Linked DNA regions of Ovis aries: region 2 is linked to region 1. A link is a contact called in public Hi-C data. All regions are on one chromosome and are shown on one strand. Each heading gives the region's core, a stretch centred on a gene start, on an enhancer-like site or on the middle of the called end of the contact. The rest is flanking DNA. Distances are from core to core; before and after follow the strand shown. Region 1 holds the start of SLC25A20 (solute carrier family 25 member 20). Region 2 overlaps PRKAR2A (protein kinase cAMP-dependent type II regulatory subunit alpha).

What was found. A called contact is a pair of places that touch in the nucleus more often than the background predicts.
Region 2: a contact with region 1 is called in a Hi-C map of hypothalamus, with 1.8 times the contacts expected there. The contact joins the enhancer-like site here to the promoter of SLC25A20 in region 1. A contact is called at or near these places in 2 of 16 Hi-C or Micro-C datasets (hypothalamus and omental adipose tissue).

What each region holds. Positions count from the first base shown.
Region 1 is chr19:51,088,501-51,095,058 of ARS-UI_Ramb_v3.0, forward strand. SLC25A20 (solute carrier family 25 member 20) reads left to right here and starts at 1,921. Exons shown (of 9, transcript NM_001127277.1): 1 at 1,921-2,025. The coding sequence starts at 1,921.
Region 2 is chr19:51,159,879-51,166,467 of ARS-UI_Ramb_v3.0, forward strand. All of the region lies in intron 2 of PRKAR2A (protein kinase cAMP-dependent type II regulatory subunit alpha), which reads left to right. Among named protein-coding and RNA genes, the nearest start is that of PRKAR2A, 29 kb to the left of the region's middle. Within about 2 kb of position 3,748, at least 15 of the 54 cell types and tissues checked have an H3K27ac peak or open chromatin away from gene starts, as enhancers often do. A contact at or near this core is called in hypothalamus, where this site is marked.

The sequences.
Region 1 (6,558 bases), core at 671-3,170:
AAGTCAAAAACATAAATATCACCTTTATGGCAACCCACTCCAGTACCCTTGCCTGGAAAATCCCATGGATGGAGGAGCATGGTAGGCTACAGTCCATGGGGTCACAAAGAGTTGGACACGACTGAGCGGCTTCACTTAACTCCTAATTGTTATATCCATTAACAATTCCTTTCGGTTCTTCTTTCAGAATATATTCAGAATCCAAACACATCTCATCACCTCCTCTGCTGTTCTCTGCTGCTAAGTCGCTTCAGTCGTGTCCGACTCTGTACGACCCCATAGACAGCAGCCCACCAGGCTCCCCCGTCCCTGGGATGCTCCAGGCAAGAACACTGGAGTGGGTTGCCATTTCCTTCTCCAATGCATAAAAGTGAAAAGTGAAAGTGAAGTCACTCAATCATGTCTGACTCTTCGCAACCCCATGGACTGAAGCCTACCAGGCTCCTCCATCCATGGGATTTTCTAGGCAAGAGTACTGGAGTGGGGTGCTATTGCCTTCTCCGCAGCTGTTCTCTGATCCAATCCAATCCAGCATCTCTGACTATGACCTTTAGCCTCCTCAAGTCTCTCTGCTTCTTACTCTATTCTCAACTGGCAGTAAGAGGGATTCTGTTAATTCACAACTCAGACTATGTCACTCCTCTGCCCAGAACCCCAGAATGGCTCCTATCTTCTTAAAGGAGAGGCTGATGTCCTTACAGTGGCACACAAAGCCCCACTTAATATGTCACCATTGGCACCATGCCGGCCTCAGTAGTCCCTCAAACAGTCCAGACACAGTCCATCTCAGGGAGTTTGCAGTCTTCTGCCTGGAAGATCCCTCCCTCCCTGCACTGCCCAGCCCGCTCCCCCCTATAAATATGGACAGAACTCACCTCCTCAGTTTCTCAGGTCTTGAATCCACTCACCTTCTCCATGAAAATGTCCTTTACTCACCTAATTAAAACTGCAGGTTACTTGCCCCCCCATCCCATCGCCCCCAATACTAATCCTTATCCTCTCTCCAGATTTATTTTTCTTCATAGTAGTTCTCACCACTTGATACACTACGCATTATTCACTAACTTTGCTAGTGAACAAAGACCCGTGTGCTGTGCCTTCAGCGCCTGAAAGGGTGCTTTGTCACACAGCAGAGAGCAGTCGCCTTCAGCAGAGTTGATAGAAGACCAGAAACTTAAGGGAGGAAACGGGTGAGTTCAGGAAGAGTTTCTGGAGGAGATGTGAGAGTTGGACTGTGAAGAAAGCTGAGCGCGGAAGAATTAATGCTTTTGAACTGTGGTGTTGGAGAAGACTCTTCAGAGTCCCTTGGACTGCAAGGAGGTCCAACCAGTCCATCCTAAAGGAGATCAGTCCTGGGTATTCATTGGAAGGACTGATGCTGAAGCTCCAATACTTTGGCCACCTCAGGCGAAGAGTTGACTCCTTGGAAAAGACTCTGATGCTGGGAGGGATTGGGGGCAGGGGCGAAGGGGACGACAGAGGATGAGATGGCTGGATGGCATCACCGACTCGATGAACATGAGTCTGAGTGAACTCCAGGAGTTGGTGATGGACAGGGAGACCTGGCGTGCTGCGATTCATGGGGTCGCAAAGAATCGGACACTGCTGAGCGACTGAACTGAACTGAACTGAACTGCAGTCCACCCCCACCTACCGCCACTCCAAAACACCGCCCAGAAGGCGTAGGAGCCAGCCCCTCTCCCGCAAGCCACGCCCATCGAGGAGGAGCTATGGCCGGAAGCAGCGCCGCTAGCGGAAGCCAGGGCCGGCAGGCCGTCTAGGCCCTCCTCCCGACCTGCCCCGGGCTCAGGCCCCGCCCACCCGAAAGTGGGTGAAAGGTCGGCGGCGCCGGCGCCGCGGCTGGAGTAGTGGAGCGGAGCCGGCTGGGAAACCGCAGGCACTGTGACGGACGGACTGACCATGGCAGACGAGGTGAAGCCCATTAGCCCGCTCAAGAACCTGCTGGCCGGCGGCTTTGGAGGCATGTGCCTGGTGTTCGTGGGACACCCGCTGGACACTGTCAAGGTGCGAGGAGGCTGGGGCGCGCGGGCTGGATGGAGGGAGGAGGCCCTACCGAGTAGGGCGCGGAAAGCAGGGTCTCTCGCGACGTTTGGTCCGGGACAGAAGTGGGGCCCCGGAGAGCTTCCGTGAGAAATCCGGGGAATCTCCCTCTCGACCCTTTCGGGTGTGGAGGAAAACTGTTCCTGCGCCCCATTAGACGGCGCAGAGCGAGAAGCCTCTAATCGCCCACCGAAGACTCTTGATTTTAAAAAAGTTCTCTGTCAGGCAGCCTTTTCTCATCTGGCGCCCCTACTTTGGGGATGGTAAAGAAAAAGCACCTGCTCAAAGTTCTAACTTCTGCAAACCCTAACATCAGCAAGGTTGAAACAGGTCATCTGTAAATCCTTCTTCTGGAAGAGAGCTAAAAGCAGGTTACTCTCGATATGTCTTTTGACACATTTCTCTGGGGCCAAAGTGCTCTGGCACTGTCTCTTTTGCACCTTTCGTAACCATCTTCAGTCCGTCGCCCCATGTTAACCTCAGCCGTCTCCTGTGGGAAGCAACAGTGCCCTCAGTGACTGAGTCCCTTCCAAGGAAATCAAGTGATCAGCTTTGCCCAGGGCCAGGCTGATCCTCACAACTTGGTGTGGAAGCCATGGTCACATTGAGGCTCTGGGAAGGTGGAAACTCATCAAGGCTTGTTCCCTGGTTAGCCTCACATTGCACATCAACTCTTTCCCCTGCGGCACTTACAGCAAGGCCTTGCTGTAAGACCAAAGTCCATACCCTATGACTTAGCATTCAAAGCTTCATCCTAGTTTTCTGACCTTATCTCTGCATACACTTGTAGCAAATTGACAGTTCATGGCCAGGGTGAGCCTGTGGGGAGCAGACAGGAGTCTTGCAGAGTGGGACTTCCCCTGTGTAGAGGAATTCTTGGATTGTTGAATTGGGTTTCCTCCACCAAAGCAAATTGCTTTGGTGATGTTCTCTGAGTAAGTTTGGGCAGCAGGCTCTTTGCTACCTTTCATCTAGAAGAAGATCTGGGGTCATTTTATCACAAGACTAGGATTAAAGCCATCGGGCTGGTTTGGGCACTGTGAAACATGAAATCAGATGTTTATTCAGTAGTTGGTAAATGCCATGTGTGTTAGGGCTTCCCCAACAGTAGTCGTTCTAAGCAACACTGATGTAGGGGAGAATTGTCTGGCCTCTCTTTCTACTCTTGATCTTGTTAGTTCTAGGATCTGGGGCCTCTCTTTAAAGAAAAACAAAATCCTATTGCTCCCTAATACAAGTGTTGCTCCTATCTCCATATCCTTTGCCCTTCCTCCCCATCAGATGTCACTCCCAGGAAGGGAAGGATGACCTGTGTACTGAAATGTAAATGACTGAAAATGCTCACTGCATCTTTTTAAGCTATTATCTTTTAAAAATCAATTACTTAATTTTACTTTTGACTGTGCCGAGTCTTTGTTACTTTGTGTGGGTTTCTCTAGGTGCAGCGAGTGGGGGCTACTCCCTGGTTGCAGTGCACAGGCTTCTTATAGCAGAGGCTCCTCTTGTTGCAGAGCACAGACTCTCAGGCATGCAGGCTTCACTAGTTGCAGCACCCAGGCTCAGTAGCTGTGGCACTAGGGCTTCGTTGCTCCATGGCATGTGGGAACTTCCTTCACCAGGGATCGAACTGTCATCTGTTACATTGCAAGGTGGATTCTTAACCACTGGACCACCAGAGAAGCCCTCACTGCATTTTTAAAAATCAGAATGTCTCCCTTTGATTTAAGCCAAACCCACAAATTGCTGACTACTGTCCTTTTGACCTCAGGGAGCCAGGTGGGCTGTGGTCAAAGCTTGGCCAAGAGACACTTTCAGAGACCCAAGGCAACTAATAGTGGTCTGGAAAGGCAGGAACTGCAGCTCTTCAGCTTGGAAAGATTTTATGGCAGGTGGTGAAGGGCTGGCTGAGTTCTAACTGGAGAAGTAGGGAGACCCAGATATTCCAGGCAGAGGGAAGGCAGGAGTGAAGGTGGATATAGGCTTGGCAGTGGGAACCAGGCTGTAAAAGAAGACCAGTCATGGAGGACTTTAATGTTCTTGCTGGGCCTAAGTGATGGATGTCATGATGAGACAGGTATAAGTTTATACAAAATCACAAAAAAGGTATTAGTCAGAACTTTTGGTTCATCTCTGTCTCCTTCTACTAACTTGAAGAGTTTGTACCTGACCATGGAGAATCTGAAGGCCAAGTAAGGGATATTGGATGTAAAGTAGTAGAGCCTCTGGGCATGTCTACTGTTCTGTTCCATAAACTCCTCAGCTTTGCATGTCACCTCCATTGCCTAGAGCGCAGGACTAACAAAAGCGCTCACAAAATCAAGAATGAAAAATTTGTTAGGTTGGTGCAAGAGTAATTGTGGTTTCGGACCCTGAATTTTAAATCATTATAGTTAGGCTCAAACACATCTTTATTAATCAAAATCAGAACCATTACAAGCAACACATTTTTGCCAATGAGAAATAAGTTTGTTGATTCCTGTAGCATAAAAAGCTATGCTTCAGGATTCGATGAACTCTTGAAAAGCATTTTCTGCATCCTGCTGATTGTGAAAGCATTTTCCCTGCATAAAGTTGTAGAGTTGCTTGAAGAAGTGGTAGTCGTTTGGCAAGAGGTCACATGAATATAGCCAATGAGGCCAAAGTTTGTAGCCCTGTTCATTCAACTTTTGAAGTTTTGTTTGTGCAGTGTGCAGTCAGGCGTTGTCGCAGAGAATTGGTCTCTTTCTTTTGACCAATGCTGGCTGCAGGTGTTGCAGTTTTCAGTGCACCTCATTGATTTGCTGAGAATACTTCTCATATATAATGATTTTGCCAGGATTCAGAAAGCTGTAGTGAATCAGACCAGCAGCAGACCACCAAACAGTGACCGTCACCCTTTCTTTGGTGCAAGTTGGCTTTGGGAAATGCTTTAGAACTTCTCAGTCTAGCCACTGAGCTGGTCATCACCAGTTGTATCTATCTACTTTTTGTCACATGTCGCAATCCAATTGAGAAATGGTTTGCTGTTGTTGCATAGGATAAGAAAAGACAACACTTCACAACGATTATTATTATTTTTTGTGTGTGATCCGCTCATGAGACACCTGCTTATTGAGCTTTTTCACCTTTCCAGTTTGCTTCAAGTGCCGAACAGCTATAGGATGATAGACCTTGAGTTCTTGGGAAAATTCTCATGTAGTTGTGAGAGGATCAGCTTTGATGATCCTCTCAATTCAGTTCAGTACAGTTCAGTTGCTCCATTGTGTCCACCTCTTTGTGACCCCATGGACTACAGCATGGCAGGCTTCCTTGTCCAACACCAGTTCCCAGAGCTTGCTCAAGCTCATGTCCATCGAGTTGGTGATGCTATCCAATCATCTTATCCTCTGTCATCCCTTTCTCCTCCTGCCTTCAATCTTTCCCAGCACTAGGGTCTTTTCCAATGAGTCAGTTCCTCACATCAGGTGGCCAAATTATTGGAGCTTCAGTTTCAGCATCAATCCTTCCAGTGAATATTCAGGACTGATTTCCTTTAGGATTGACTGGCTTGATCTCCTTGCTGTCCAAGAGACTCTGAAGAGCCTTCTCCAACACCACAGTTCAGAAGCATCCATTCCTCAGCGCTCAAATCCTCTCATTTGGTCGTTGTCAACTTCTGATGGTTGGCCACTGTGCTCCTCGTCTTCAAGGCTCTCATCTTCTTTGCAGAACGTCTTGAACCACCACTGCACTGTGTGTTCATTAGCAGTTCCTGGACCAAATGCAGTGTTGGTGTTGTGACTTGTCTTAGCTGCTTTATGACCCATTTTGAACTAGTATAAGAAAATCACTCGAATTTGCTTTTTGTCTAACATCTTTTGCATAGTCTAGGATACAGATAAAGTAAACAGCAAGTAACAATTCGTTAGCAAAAAACATAAAGCAGCAAATGTACATTAAAGATGTGTAATATAACCACAATTAAGAATGTATTCCAAAACAAAAATAAATAAATAAATAAGAATGTATTTCAGTATCAAATGGCAGAGTTCAACAATCTAAAACCAAAATTACTTTTGCACCAACCTAAATAAATAAAGGAACAGCATGATGAAAATGGTGTATTGGAAAGGTTAGTATGATAGCAGATTGAGAAGGATTAGGAAGTAGAACACAGAGCAGGAAAAAGACTGCAGAAATATAATGACTGGGTGTATCAGTTTTCTTGCAATGTAACGACTTAGCCCAAAACTTAGTGGCTTAAAACGACAACAATTTGGACTTCCCTGGCAGTCCAGTGGTTGCAGCTCCGTGTTGCAAGGGGGCATGGGTTCGAGCTCGATCCGTAGTTGGTTACCTAGGATCCTGCATGCTGCACAGCGCAGCCAAAACAACAACAGCATTCATTAACTCTCTTGATCTTTGTGAGACAGGATTTGGGGAGCTGCTTAGGTGGGTAGTCTGGCTCAAGCATTTCTTGTGAAGTTGCAGATGTTGTCTGGGATCCAGAATATATAAAAGAACTCTTACAAGTCAATA
Region 2 (6,589 bases), core at 2,498-4,997, 73 kb after region 1:
TCCTTTTCTTTGAGAGAATCTGCTCATTTATGTTTTCAGAAAGTTTTTGCTAAGACTGTACACCAAAGTCTGTTGAAAGGAGATGGAAGAATGTGTTGTTTCCTATAAAAAGTCATTTACAGAGACAGGAATTCCCTGTGGTCCAGTGGTTAGGACTGAGCTGTCACTACAGGGGGCACTGGTTTAATCCCTGATTGGGGGTGAAAAGGGACTAAGATCCCTTATGCCTCGAGGTGCAGCTAAAAAAGAAAAAAAGAGTCATTTATGGAGAAGAAATAGAGTAGGAATTAAGGCTGGTATGAGACTTATGAGCTGCTATCTCCCATTTCTGTTCTTCCCTGCACCTCGTTTTATCCAAAGTTTTGTAATATTAGCTGTTGGCATCTGGGACAGGCCTGGGAAATGGAGAGTGCAGTGATGCCTCCTCCAGAGGTCACAGAGGGTCACAGATGAATTGCTGCGTAGGCTCTTTGTCAGTGTGTTCAGTCCTTGAACTCTGCAGAACACAGACAAGTGCTTGGTGTTATCCCTCACCCTTAGCTCCTACAGTCTTATTGAAAAGTTAAAACTTGTTAATATCACTCAAATGTTAAATGAAAATAAAGAATTCTTAACAGAACCAAAAATGATTATGCAGCAGAGAAAATAGCTGGTTAGCAAGAGCTAATGGTTTTTTGAATGCCGGCTATGTACTCAGTACACATTTTTAAGGTCTTCCTAAATGCCTGCCTTGTGTTGTTGAATATAATCCTTACACTAACACTATGAGTTACATGCTCTGATTACCCCATTATTCGGGTGGGGAAACTGGGGCAAAGCAGAGGTTACATAACTTGAAGCAGTCAAGGTGATAAAATGCCCAAAGATAGCTTAATGCCTAAGTACTAACCGTCCCATCCCCAAGTACCCATTCTTGTACCCGCTAGAACTCTTGCTCAGTCTTCAGCTACATCCCGTAAATTTCTTAGCCCATACTCTCAGTTCAGTCTTCATCATCATGATCTAGCTAAAGCGTGGCTTGCCCTCAAGCCTCACTTCTCTTTCCCTTTCCTTGTAACACTGATGGCAGATGTGTGGATGTGTCTATTGATCCGCGTTGCTTCTAGACCTCTCTCTCTTTTCCCTAGACCCCTCAGCCTCAAGCCTCACATTATATTCTCCCAGCCACCCCCTCCTTGTTTTAGTCCTCTAATAACTCCAGGTTCGTTCTCATTTCTACATAAAGAATCCTCTCAGCGTCTGGTCCTTCCATTCCTTGACCTCTTCTCCTCCAGGGTTGTGGTCTTCCACCTGCTTCAGCCACTCACTGCTGTGGTTGTGCTGTGGTAGGACCAGCGTCACAACCCCCCGTATTCTCGATCAGGTCACCCACCGCTGCCCGCTGTCTTCTACCAGCTCCTGTGCTGTCCTCCTCCAGCTCTCGCAACTCATTGATCTGTCTCCTTTTCGTTCTTTCTCAGTTCCTCTTTACTAACCTTAAATTTCTTGATCAGTGATTATAACCACTTCCCTCAGTTGTCTTTTCCTTTTTTATTTGCTTGGCTAAGCCACACTCTGGTTAAACCCATTCTCCACATATTCTGTGTCTGCACCGCATCTGTACTTGGTGGAGGAAAGACACGCAGCCCTGCTGACTGATCTTACCCTCAGTTCATGATCATTAACCTCTAGTACGCTCTTGGTGACCACAATCATACTGTTTCTATACTTCTTTCACTCTCTTGTTCTCTTAGGTAAGTCTTTCATACCTTCTTTCTCCCCAAACCTATAACACCTCCTCCCGCTCCTATTCCTAGCAGATAATCTTCTCAATTTAACTAAAGAAACAGAAATAATAGAAGAGAATTTCCATAGACTCCCACGTCTGTCCTTCCCCACCTGCCTGTGAGTCCATTTGTCCACCTGTACACTAGATCTCAACCCTTCATCCTTCCAGCAGTTACCTCTTCTTTATCCTGCATAATCTTCATCCTTCAGCTAGATTTTCTCAGCAGCATATCATTGGTGCTCCCTTCTTAAAATGAAACTTTTACAAATCACTCTTCCCTCTCCAGCTGCCACTCTTTCTCTCTGCCTATCTTTATAGCAAAACCTCTTGAAAGAGTGGTCCATACATGCTTCCCGTTCTCTTCTGTTCTCTCTTGAGCCCATTCTAGTCAGACTTTTGTTCCCATATCTCACCAAAGCTACCTTTGTGAACTGCTCACTCACATTCTTCAGACCCTCATGTGAAGGATACCTTCTCAGGCCTTAAGTAAGACCTATCTGAAATCCTTGCCCCTCCCCAGCACACAAACACAGCCTATCTCCCTACTTTATTTTCTCCTTAGTGCCCTTCCTCTTTTAACTTACTTATCCCATTTACCATCTAGTTCACTATGCAAGGGTATAAATGCCAGTCAGGCAGGGAATTTCATCTGTTTTGTTCACTGGTATATAGTTAACATTTGCAACAGTGTTGGTAAATATGGCCGGATCAGGAAGGATCGGGAAACAGGAAGAGAAATTATTGTAGGCAGAAAAAAAATCAAGAAGTGCTTCTTGGAGGGAGGCAGAAATTGCACTGGAAGTTGAAAAACATGGTTATTCTTGGGCTATAGTACCAAGAAGGGTGCATTCCAGGTAGAAGAATGTCTGAAGCCTTGAAGGAGGATAAACGGGACCCAGCTGCTCTGGCCATAGGAGAGGAGATGAAATTGGAGGAGCTTCTCTGGTGGACCAGTGGTTAAGACTCTGCTTCCACTGCAGAGAGCATGGGTTCAGTCCCTGGTCAGGGAAGATCTGCATGTGCCTGTGAGGTACAGCCAACGGAAAAAAAAAAAGTTAATAAAATGAACTGGAAAGAGAGTTAGGGAATGGACTCCTGATGTGATCCAAGGATCTCAGCTAAACTATTTGTGTGAATACATGTGCTTCTGTCAGACACTGCAGAAGAGAATTCAACACTCAGGATGTCTGACTGAATAATAACCTGGAAGGTAAAGCAGCAGAGGAGAGCTCGCAGTTGTTGAGTGTCTCCTGTGAGCCAGGCCTTGTATTTAAATGTCTCCTCATACTATTAACCCTTTAACATGGTTCTAGGATTGTTATGCCGTCATACCGTTGAAGAGACCAAGGACTGGGGACGTAGAGAAATACTGTGGAATGATGTATCCACCCTCAGACTGTAGTGTGCATAGCTTCAGAGATGAGGCCTTCCCCTCTTTGATGCTGCCTCTCCCCTACAAAGTATTGGAATTGAAAAACTGCAGCTTCCAAATCCTGCGTTCTAGCAGAACAGCCCCTCTACATCAAACAATGAATACATCAATTGGAAGACAATCCATAAATTCTTTAAAGGCAGATTTCTTGAATTTGTCCTAGATTAGCATTGACTGTCCTTGAGTTTGAAATATCAGTTTGATTCTGTTACTTTAAAAACTTGAAAAACCAAAAACCTTTCATTTTACAGATTACTGCTGTTTAAAAAGGCACCCAGTGGAAAAAAAAATAAAAAGGCACCCAGTCTGTAGTGTTTTGTTATGGCAACCCTAGCTCTCTCATATACCAGGCTGTATCAACTCTTCACGGGAACCAGCAGGACAGCGCAGGGCCTGACGCCAGTGACCAGGCCTGGTAGAAATGAAGGGGTTTTCTCTCACAAGTACATTTTAGTGATTCACATTTCTGGATGAAGAAAGCAGCCGTTAAAACCTAGAGGAGGAGGTTATGCTGGCTGATCTATTGTTCCTTTGTACAGTTCCCTGTTACTAACTAGTGACATCTGCTGGACAGTGGGGGCAACATTGACTCCCTCAAGTGAGGGGCTGTGCTGCTCTTTTAGCCTTTGTCTTCAGCAGGTCTTGAGCATCTCAGGACATTCAGTGTAGTTCTTGAGGCTGCAGAGAGGATCACACTGACGCTGGGACTCCCCAGGTAACTTTTACACTGAGATAAGCTTCCTGATATTTAGAGCCATAAGGGACAGCAATCACAGAGACCTAAGAATAGATTTTTATATAGAAAATGAGAAAAGTAATTTGGGATCAGGATCAGGAAGAAGTAGAGAGGTTGAGGTAAACAGAGGAAGAAGAAAAAGGAGCTGTCTGGTGTTCAAAAAGAAAAGCGAAAACATCCAAACCAATTAAAAAAAATAAAGATACACTGTTTTCCTACTAATGTCTGTGTGCTCAGTCATATCCAACTCTTTGCGACCCCATAGACTGTAGCCCACCAATTTCTCTGTCCACGGGATTTCCCGGGCAAGAATTCTGGAGTGGGTTGCTACTTCCTTCTCCATTTTTCACAAATAGGAAACATTAATGATTTTAATGAAAATAATTGCTTTTGTTTAAATCATAGTGCTGTGTCTTAAGACTTCAGGATGTAACATTTGTTGCCTCAGTTACATTAATGTCTAAAAATACAAAAATGAGCTAAGTGCTACAGTACTTTCCTCCAAAATCCGAAGAAGAGCAAGCCTGAAAATAAGCGAGCTCAATCCTGTCAGTCTCATCATTAAAAGACTTATTATTTTCAACTTTTTAAATGAAAAATTTCCATACATATGCAAAAGTAGAGAAAGTATAATAATCCCCATGTACCCATCTGTTTCCCAAATGAGGGTTTTTTAAATGCATTTTTCAAAGAAGACATTTTGAAATCCTGGACCAAGGAGTAACAGGGTAGATGGAATAAAGGTCAAGTATGAGAATATTTCTGAGGCAGATTTTGATGTATTCATTGGGTAACAGGTGGAAAGAAGGCAGTAATAGTGAGTTCCAAATTTCTAGGTTAGAAAACTGGGCTGACAATGACAGCATCAATCAAGAGCACGGAGAACCAAGAAGTTTGCAGTTCAACATAGTATCTGATGAGCTGCCTTCAAAACAGCTTCCTCAGCCCCCTACCCAAATACCTACGAAAATGTGAAAAGTGACAGCAGTAACATCTAAGAACTCAGGAAGGTGTCTGCCTTAATCTTTAGGACAGACCTAAGATGAACTTGTTTCCTTGTGGAAACAAGAACGGCTTGGTGAAAGATAAGGAATCATTGTATTCCATCCCTTACCTGGCTCAGCTCCAAAAGCCTGTGCTACCAGGGGTTGGGCAGTGCTCTATACAGAACATTACCTGATGCTGTTTTAGGGATTAGAATGATGTCTGTTCTCTTACTCCCTTCTCCCGAGTTTTTCTCCGTCTCTTTAAGGATCCTGGTTTCCTATTAGGCAGAGTATTAATGGCAGTGCAGCACAGAAGGCATGGCCCACACCTATAGGCTGGACAAGAAAGGGCGTCCTGTCTACAGGTCATGTGGGGAGTCACCGTTTCTCAGGTATTCCATTAGTTCAGAAAATCAGTGGGAAGGAGGAAGCTGGAGGACAGCTAGACCAGCACTGCAGGGAGTAAATGTCTCTAAGAAATCAGGGATTGAGAGTGGTATGTATCATCTCATCCCTTCATTGTAGATACATAGAGATTTTTAGCCATCATACAGAAGAATGGAGTGTAGGGTCAAGAACCAGTTATATTCCTTACCTGCTCACAAATAAGACGTAAACCCTAACAAACATTATAAGGCTTGTAAATGAACTTGGTGGATTAAGGATATAAGAAGAATGAAGATTAGAAGGGTCCACTACAGAATGCTAATTTGTCGTTTAGTTGCTCAGTCATGCCTGACTCTTTGCGACCCCATAGACTGCAGCACGACAGGCTTCCTTGTCCTTCACCATTTCCTAGAGTTTGTTCAGACTTATGTCCATTGATTTGGTGATACTGTCCAACCATATCTGTCCTCTGTTGTCCCCTTCTTCTGCCTTCAGTCTTTCCCAGCATCAGGGTCTTTTCTAGTGAGTCACATCACATCTTCACATCAGGTGGCCAAAGTATTGGACCTTCAGCTTCAGCATCAGTCCTCCCAATGAGTATTCAGGGTTGATTTCCTTTAGGATTGATTTGATTTGATCTTGCAGTCTGAGGGACTCCCAAGAGTCTTCTCCAACACCACAGTTCCAAAGCATTAATTCTTCGGCACTCAGCTTTCTTTATGGTCCAACTCTTACATCCGTACATGACTACTGGAAAAACCATAGCTTTTGGAAAAACCATAGCTTTGACTAGATGGACATTTGTCAGCAAAGTAATGTCTCTGCTTTTTAATATGCTGTCTAGGTTGGTCATAGCTCTTCTTCCAAGAAGCAAGCATCTTTTAATTTCATGGCTGCAGTCACCATCTGCAGTGATTTTGGAGCCCAAGAAAATAAAGTCTGTTGCTGTTTCCATGATTTATCCATCTATTTGCCATGAAGTGATGGGTCCAGATGCCATAATCTTAGTTTTTTAATGTTGAATTTTAAGCCAGCTTTTTCACTTCTCCTCTTTCACTTTTATCAAGAGGCTCTGTAGTTCCTCTTCACTTTTTGCCATAAGGGTAGTATCATCTGTATATCTGAGGTTATTGGTATTTCTGCCAGCAGTCTTGATTCCAGCTTTGCTCCATCCACCCCAGCATTTTGCATGATGTACTCTGCATATGTGTATAAGTTAAATAACCAGGGTGACAATATACAGCCTTGACATATCCTTTCCCAATTTGGAACCAGTCTGT